Regions from separate parts of the Anas platyrhynchos genome. Here region 1 is linked to region 2. A link is a contact called in public Hi-C data. All regions are on one chromosome and are shown on one strand. Each heading gives the region's core, a stretch centred on a gene start, on an enhancer-like site or on the middle of the called end of the contact. The rest is flanking DNA. Distances are from core to core; before and after follow the strand shown. Region 1 holds the start of SMUG1 (single-strand-selective monofunctional uracil-DNA glycosylase 1). Region 2 holds the start of SLC48A1 (solute carrier family 48 member 1).

The links. A called contact is a pair of places that touch in the nucleus more often than the background predicts.
Region 1: a Hi-C map of subcutaneous adipose tissue shows a contact between it and region 2, with 5 times the contacts expected there. The contact joins the promoter of SMUG1 here to the promoter of SLC48A1 in region 2. A contact is called at or near these places in 5 of 8 Hi-C or Micro-C datasets (liver, skeletal muscle and subcutaneous adipose tissue).

The regions. Positions count from the first base shown.
Region 1 is chr34:1,745,317-1,749,181 of IASCAAS_PekinDuck_T2T, forward strand. It overlaps SMUG1 (single-strand-selective monofunctional uracil-DNA glycosylase 1), which reads left to right and starts at 2,457. Exons shown (of 3, transcript XM_072031947.1): 1 at 2,457-2,622; 2 at 3,457-3,865. The coding sequence starts at 2,472. CBX5 (chromobox 5) reads left to right here. Exons shown (of 5, transcript XM_072031971.1): 4 at 251-348; 5 at 560-1,271. The coding sequence ends at 710.
Region 2 is chr34:1,566,800-1,571,012 of IASCAAS_PekinDuck_T2T, forward strand. It overlaps SLC48A1 (solute carrier family 48 member 1), which reads right to left and starts at 2,235. Exons shown (of 3, transcript XM_027445345.3): 1 at 2,043-2,235. The coding sequence starts at 2,181.

The DNA of each region.
Region 1 (3,865 bases), core at 1,207-3,706, 180 kb after region 2:
GGAACAGGGACATGGTGTCACCGTGATGGGGACAGGCACCCGGTGTCACCACGATTTTTGGGGGGGACACGGTGATGGGACTGGCACCCGGTGCCCCTACACAGGACCCAGTCCCCCCCCCAGTGCCACCAGTGCCACGGGGCTGTCCCCAACCCCGTCACCTCCGGGTGCTGCACGTCCCCTCCTCCCCGGAGGCCGCCTGCAGCGCCGTGACCCCCAAAAAGCCGCTTTTTCCCCCCAAACTGCGCAGAGCAACGACATCGCCCGGGGCTTCGAGCGAGGGCTGGAACCCGAAAAGATCATCGGGGCCACCGACTCCTGCGGGGACCTCATGTTCCTCATGAAGTGGTGAGGCCACCGCGCGCCCCCCCCGTGCCCCCTCCCGTCACCCGGCGTCCCCAAAAAGTGACAACGCCGCCCACCCCGAGGCTCTTTTTGGGGCCGTTTTAGGGGAAAAAGGGACCGGAGCAACGCACGCAACGCGCGCGACCCCCCCGAGGGGTTCCAACGGGGGCTGCCTCACCCCCTTTTTTAATTTTTTTGTCCCCCCCCCTTTCAGGAAGGACACGGACGAGGCCGACCTGGTGCTGGCCAAGGAGGCCAACCTAAAATGTCCCCAAATTGTCATCGCCTTCTACGAGGAGCGGCTGACCTGGCACGCGTACCCCGAGGACACGGACAGCAAAGAGCGCGAGGCCGCCAAGAGCTAAAGTCCCCCCCCCCCCGGGGCCCCCCCGCTGTACATAGCCCCCCCCGGGCAGCGTCTCGTGTCCCCCCCCCAAAAAAAAAAACCCTAAATCCCGTCCTTTTCCCTCTTTTTAGGTCCACGGGGTTGGTTCTGGCCCTCCCCAGGGACGCCGCGGGGGGCGGTGCGTTGTGTCACCGTGTCCCCCCCCCTCCCCAAAATGTGTCCCCCCTCCCCCTTTTTTCTCCTCGCTGTCACCCCCGGGGGGGTCCCCACATCCCCCCCGTGTCCCCTGCGGGGTGACAAAACCTGGTGGATGGGGAGGGGGGGGCTGCAAAGACCCCCATGGTGTCCCCCCCCCTCAAATCCTCGTGTCCCCCCCCCCATGGGGCCGGGTTTGGGGAAGGGGGGGGGTCACCAAAAAAAACCCTTTTTGCCGTTTTTTTAACGTCGATGTTTTTAACCCCGGGGTGTCCCCACCCAGGGTGTCCCCCCCCCACCCGGGGTGTCCCCCCCCCCACCTTGTCCCTGTGTCCCCGGTCCCCCCCCCCCCTTGTATTTGCTTCCAATAAAGGGTCACTTTTCAGGAGCGGGGTGCTCTGTCCTGGGGGGGGGAGGGATGGGGACACTGGGGACACTCCCAGTGCTCCCAGTTTGGCCCAGTTTGCCCATCACGGTGGGGTCCCGTGCCTTGCACCCCCCCCCCAAAAATTTTTTTGGGGGGAGGGGGGGGGGGCTCCTCGGCTGCTCCTTTGCTGCCACCTGGCGGGCATGGCGCGGTGCTGCACTTTGGGGACACGGAGGTGACATTTGGGGGGGAGGAGGTGACACTGGGGGGACAGCTGGACCCCCCCCCGGGTGCCGTCAGGGGGTGGGGGTGGGGGGGGACACGAGTATGAGCCCCCAGGGGTGTGGGGACATGGGGGGGTGCTTGGGGACACTGCGGGCACTGGGGACAAACATGGTGCTTGGGGACACTTTTGGTGAGAGGGGGGTGGCCCTGGGGACAGGGGGGACCTAGGGATGGTGGTGGCCTTGGGGACATTGGTGGCTTTGGGAATAATGGCCCTGGGGACAGTGGTGGCCCTGGGGTTGGTGGTGGCCCTGGGGACAGCCAGCGGTGGCCCTGAACATAGCAGTGGCCCTGGGGACAGTTTGGGGACAGGGGTGGCTGTGGGAATAATGGCTCTGGGGACATCAGTGGCCCTGGGGACATCGGTGACATGGGGACAGTGGTGGCCCCAGACATAGGGGTGGCACAGGAGATGGTGGTGGCCCTGGGGACATTGTTGGCCTCAGGACAGGGGTGGCCTTGGGGACGTTGGTGACATGGGGACAGCGGTTGTCTTGGGACAGACTGGGGACAGCGGTGGCTTTGGGAATAACGCTGGCCCTGGGGACATTGGTGATTTGGGGACATTGGTGGCCCTGGACATGGGGGTGGCCCTGGGGACAGCTTGGGGACAGTGGTGGCCCTGGGGACATTGGTGGCCTCAGGACAGGGGTGGCCCTGGGGACATCGGTGACTTGGGGACAGCGGTGGCCCCTGATTTGGGGTGGCCCTGGGGACAGCTTGGGGACAGCGGTGGCTTTGGGGACACAGCAGTGACTCGGGGACCTTGGTGGCCCTGGGGCTCTTGGTGGCCCTGGCTCCCCTCCCCCGCCAGGGGTCGCCCTTGTGCCGCCGGCGCGCCACCGAAGCCCCGCCCCTTTGTGGGTGGAGCCACTCAAAGCCCCGCCCCCTCCCTCTCCGCGGGGTGCCGCCCCCTCCCCTCCGGATTCTCCCATGGTGCCCCGGGGCCGCGGCAGACAAAGAAGCGGCGCGGACTCCAACTCCCAGCAGGCCCCGCGCGGGGGGGGCGCGTCACGGGTCAGGGGGCGGGGCCAGCAGGGCGGGAGGCGGGGCCGGGCTGGAGGGGGCCTCGCGCGGCGCTCAGGTAGGCCGGGGTAGGCGCTGGGGGGTCGTGACGTGGTGTGACGTCATGGGGGGCGGTGGGGGGTGGGGAGGGGGCTGTGGGGGCAATTGGGGGGGCATTGGGGCAGGTAGGGGGGTGGGGGGCAGTTAGGGGGGCATTGGGGGCAGGTAGGGGGGTGGGGGGCAGTTAGAGGGGCATTGGGGGCAGGTAGGGGGGCATTGGGCACGTTGGGGGCAGATGGGGGGGCTTTGGGGGTAGGTGCGGGGGGCTTGGGGGGCACCTGGAGGGGCCTGGGAGGGCTTTGGGGGGGTGTTGGGGGCAGGTAGGGGGGTGGAGGGGCAGTTAGAGGGGCATGGGGGCATTAGGGGCAGTTAGGGGGCGAGTGGGGGGCTTTGGGGGCAGTTGGGGGGGCATGGGGGGCAGGGAGAGAGAAGGGCCTGGGGGGTGTTTGAGGGGGCATTGGGGGCAGGTAGGGGGGTGGGGGGCAGTAGGGGGGTATTGGGGGTAGTTCGAGGGCATTGGGGCACTTGGAAGGCGGGGGGGGCAGTTGTTGGGGGGGGCACTGGGCACTCCCTCCTGTGAGGGGCAGGGCTCTGGGGGCAGTGTCACTGCCCCCCCCCCTTACCCATTTAACGCCCAGGGGGGAGCCACAGGAGGCCCCGTACCCCCCCCATAGCCCCCTGCACCCCCTTGTAACCCCCCCATACCCCTTTATATACCCCTATAACCCCCCCATACCCCCTTCATAACCTCCTGTACCCCCCTCATACCCTCCACCAACCCCCCCAATACCCCCCCCACGACCACCCCGCTCCCCCAGCCCCATAACTGCCCCCCCCCTTGCTCTATCCCCAGGCGATGGCAGCATGGAGGTGACCCCGGGCAGCGCTGCGGGGCTGGTGCCGGGGACAACAACGGCGAGAGCAGCACCAGAAGTGACAGCAGTGCCACCAGTACCACCAGTGGCAGAAGTGACACCAGTGCTAGCAGCAGGAGCAGTGCCAGCAGTGCCACCAATGACAGCAGCACCAGAATTGACAGCAGTGCCACCAGTGTCACCAGTGACAGCAGGACCACAGGTGACAGCAGCGCCAGCAGTGCCACCAGTGGCAGGAGTGAGAGCAGTACCACCAGTGCCACCAATGACAGCAGCACCACCAGTGCCAGCAGTGCCAGCAGTGGCAGAATTGACATCAGCGCCACCAGTGCCACCAGTGACAGCAACACCACCAGTGGCAGCAGCACCACAGGTGGCAGCAGTGCC
Region 2 (4,213 bases), core at 985-3,484:
GCGCAACTTGGCTTGAAGGCTCGGCTGGCAGCAGAACAAATTTCAAAAGGTCCTTGCCGTACACGAGTGGTTTTGTTCCTCAGTCCCAGCCAGTTTGCAGGACAGCACGCTATAAATGATCAGCTCAGGAGCATAAAGGAGAAATCTCACCTCATTTCGCCTGTGGGAACACGGAGAGCGAAGCAGAAGGGCAGGAAAAAGCAGCCGAGAGTGGGAGATGACGGGAGCCTCTTAAATCGGCTTTGTCACAACAGCGAAAGACGCCGAAAGCCTTTCTGATTATTTCTTAACGCGTTTCTGAGGCTTTGGGGATCCTGCCGAGGCTCTACCCCTGGACATTCCCCAGATGCTTGCGAATTCACCGAGTGCAACCTCGCAAGTGACTATTTTTTTTTAATCTCGCTTACCTTGAGCCCCTGTTACCTTTAATCAAAATTAAAGAATTTTGGAGGAATGGCAAGAAGAGGGAGCTGAGGGAATCGGCTGGATGGCAAACCCAGCACAACCCCGGGCATCCCAGCTGCCCTGCTGGGGCAAACACCCAGGCGGTCACAGCAGCGTTGGATTCACTCGTGTGCAAGCAGAAATTCGGATTCTTTACCAAATTTCACTTCCCTTTAAGCTCCAGGTGGTTGCTTGAATTCAGCCAGAGAAAACCCCGGAGCTGGTAAATGGAGGGACAGCTGCGATCTGCTCCAACCCAGCCATTAACGAAAAATATATAACTTAAACAAGATATTGATGCACCACTGATGTCAGAGGACATAAAGATGGGTTTTTGCAGCCTGTGGCCTGTCCGAAAAGCAGCTCAAACGCCTGTCTCAGAGCATCCAGCCCGGATGCTTTCAGCGGGTACAAACCTCAGGAAGCGGGCAATTTGGGTTTTCCCTGAAAACACAGAGCAGGCGTAAATGCTGCTTTCCAGGCCAAAATCTCGCCGGGAAAGTCAACAAAACTTTGAAGTTTTGAAGTTTAAAATAAAAGCCTCTTTTCGGTAAGAAGGCCGGCCGGCACCTGGGGCTCCCCGCGTGCAGGTGCGGTCGGCGTGTCCCAAAAAATGCTGCTTGGCTTCTCCAGCTGCAAACGCAGCCAGACCCCGGCCCCTGGTCCCAAGCCCCCCAAATACCCTTGGGGGAGGCCAGGAGAAGCCCCCAAACCCCCACCTGAGCCTCAAAGCCCCCCAGGGGCTGTCACAGGGAGCTTCCCACCGCAGAAGAGCCCCCTGAGGATCCCCAAATCCAGCTCCCGGCTCCGGACCCCAAACCCAAACCATGTTTCTGAGAGCGTTGGGACAGGGATCCCCCAACTCCAGAGCTGTGACCAGGTCCCTGGGGATCCCATCCCAGCGCCGAGCACCTCTGGGTGCAGAACTGCCCCTGGAGCTCGCCTGCCACAGCCTTGGGCCCAGCACCACGGGCTCAGCACCAACCCCAGCACCCCAGGCTCAGCACCACGGGCACGAACGGCTCCTGCCTGCCACAATCACCCCCCCAGCCCCAGCCCCAGCACCACGGGCCCAGCTCCAGCACCCTGGGCCCAGCACCATAGGCCCAGCACCAGGGTCCCAGTGGCTCCTGCCCGCTGCAATCTCCCCTCAGCCCCAGCCCCAGCTCCAGGCCCAACCCCAGCACCCCAGCCACAGCCCCGGGCCCAGCACCATGGGCACGAACGGCTCCTGCCCGCCCCAATTTCTCCCCCCAGCCCCAGCCCCAGCCCCCCAGGCCCAGCCCCAGCCCCAGCCCCCCAGGCCCAGCCCCAGCCCCCCAGGCCCAGCACCCTGGGCCCAGCACCAGCACCCCAGGCACGAACGGCTCCTGCCTGCCACCTTCTCCCCCCAGCACCAACCCCAGCACCACGGGCCCAAAACCATGGGCCCAGCCCCAGCACCACAGCCCCAGCACCAGGCCCAGGCCCAGGCCCAGGCCCAGCCCCAGCACCCCGGCCCCAGCCCCGGGCCCAGCACCCGGGGCACGAATGGCTCCTGCCCGCCCCGATCTCCCCCCCCAGCCCCATCCCCAGCCCCGTTCCCGTTCCCAGCGTACCGGACAGCCCCCCGGCGGCGGCGGTGGCGGGCTGTCGGAAGGCAGCGGCCAGGCTCCAGGTGAAGAAGGCCGAGAGCCCCAGCGCGCAGCCGGTGGCCGCGTAGGCCAGGCGCAGGGCGAGCGCCCGGCTCACCGCCATCGGAGCGCTGCGCCCACAAGCCCCGCCCACCGCCGGCAAGCCCCGCCCACCGCCCTTTAAACCACGCCCACCTCCTTCAAACCCCGCCCACCCTCGTCAAGCCACGCCCACCCCCGCGCTTAAACCCAATGTGCGCCGCCGTCGAGCCACGCCCATCAGCCTCAAAGCCACGCCCACAAAGCTTGAGGCCACGCCCAGCCGGCACAAGCCACGCCCACCACACAGTCTTGTTTCCGAGTCCCGCCGCTAAGCCACGCCCACTGTGGTCACTAAGCCACGCCCATTGTCAGGGCGCCCCCCGGCGGCCCGGAGGATTTGGGGGGGAATGGGGAGGGGGAAAAGGGGGGGAGGGAGGGTAAGGGGGGGGGCATGAGGGTTATAGGGGGTTATTGGGGGTATGAGGTCACGGGGGGGACATGGGGAAATGAGGGATTTGGGGACACGAGGGGGGCATGGGGGTTATATGGGATTTGGGGGTGTGGGGTCATGGGGGGGCACATGGAGGAAATGGGACATGAGGGGGGCATGGGGGTTATGGGGTGCAATAGGGACACGGGGGGGGACATGGGGAAATGGGGGATTTAGGGACACGAGGGGGCATGGGGGTTATATGGGATTTGGGGGCTTGGGGTCATGGGGGGGCACATGGGGGAAATGGGGGACAATGGGACATGAGGAGGGCACAGGGGTTATGGGGGGTTATGGGGGGTATGGGGTCATGGGGGGGACATGGGGAAATGAGGGGTTTGGGAACACGAGGGGGGCATGGGCGTTATATGGGATTTAGGGGTGTGGGGTCATGGGGGGCACATGGGGGAAATGGGACATGAGGGGGGCATGGGGGTTATGGGGTGCAATAGGGACACGGGGGGGGACATGGGGAAATGGGGGATTTGGGGACACAAAGGGGGAATGGGTTTTTTTTAGGGGGGGGCATGGGGATATGGGCTGGGTGCTCAGCCCGGCGCCCTGGAGCCCGTTGTGCGCTCGGTTCCGGCTCCTGATGCTTTTTCCTTCAATTTCCGTCAATTTAAGGCAAATTTTCAGCCTTTCCGGCCTGGCTCGGCCGCAGGCGGAGGAGTCCCTGCTCTAGATGGCAGCAGCCTCCTTCCCTTTAGGGCCGAGCCACCCCAGCACCAATTCCCCTTCACCTCCCTCACCCCGCAGCGGGGTCTGGAAGCCCACCAAGGCCGGAGCTGCCCCACAGACCCCCCCCCGAGACCCTCCCCAGGTTCAGCCCCCACCACCAGGAGCCTGGCTCCGTCCTCTCCCTAACCCCAAAAGGAGGGTGGGAGGTGACCCCAAAGCTTCTGGGCCCTATAGGATGGACGAGGCCTGCTCCCCCAACTTGTCCCCATGGGAAGTGCTCCGGGCTGTGACCATCTTGGTGACCGACCCTAAATTCACTCTTTTAGCCACAAATGTCCCATGTGGGTGGCACTTTGTCCCCGTTGCCTCCTCATAATGTGACACAGGACAGGTCTGGGGCAGGTCCCTGTGGTGCCACCACCCTCCAGCACTACGGGGCCAGCAGCTCGGCCTGTTGCAGGGCAGTTATTTCATTGTGTGACCTTATTTTGAAAGAACCACAGAACCACGAGGGCTGGAAAACCCCTCCAAAATCAAATAAATTCCTCTTAATCCCCACCCTACGAGACCCCATCCAGCGGGGAGGATTAATTAGAAACGTTTGGAGGCCGTCGGGGATGGATCGAGATGAGGCCCTGCCACCTGCGCTCCGCCACGTGGCCAAAGCAAACAAGGAAGGTGGAAGCCGTGGGATTACATAAATAAATGCGTGTTCTTGAGGATGTTGGGCACCAAAATGTGCCCCGAGGCTGCGGAGACATTGGGGAGCAAGGGGAGGATGAGGAGGAGCTTTCGTTTTCGGGTGGTGGCCATCGTGAAGGTCGGTGCTCATGGAGAGGTGTGGCTGAGGGTTCGTCTCGGTTCAAAATCAGGAAGAAAAAAATAAAATAAATAAAAATAAATAAATAAATAAAAAATAAAATAAAATAAAATAAAATAAAAT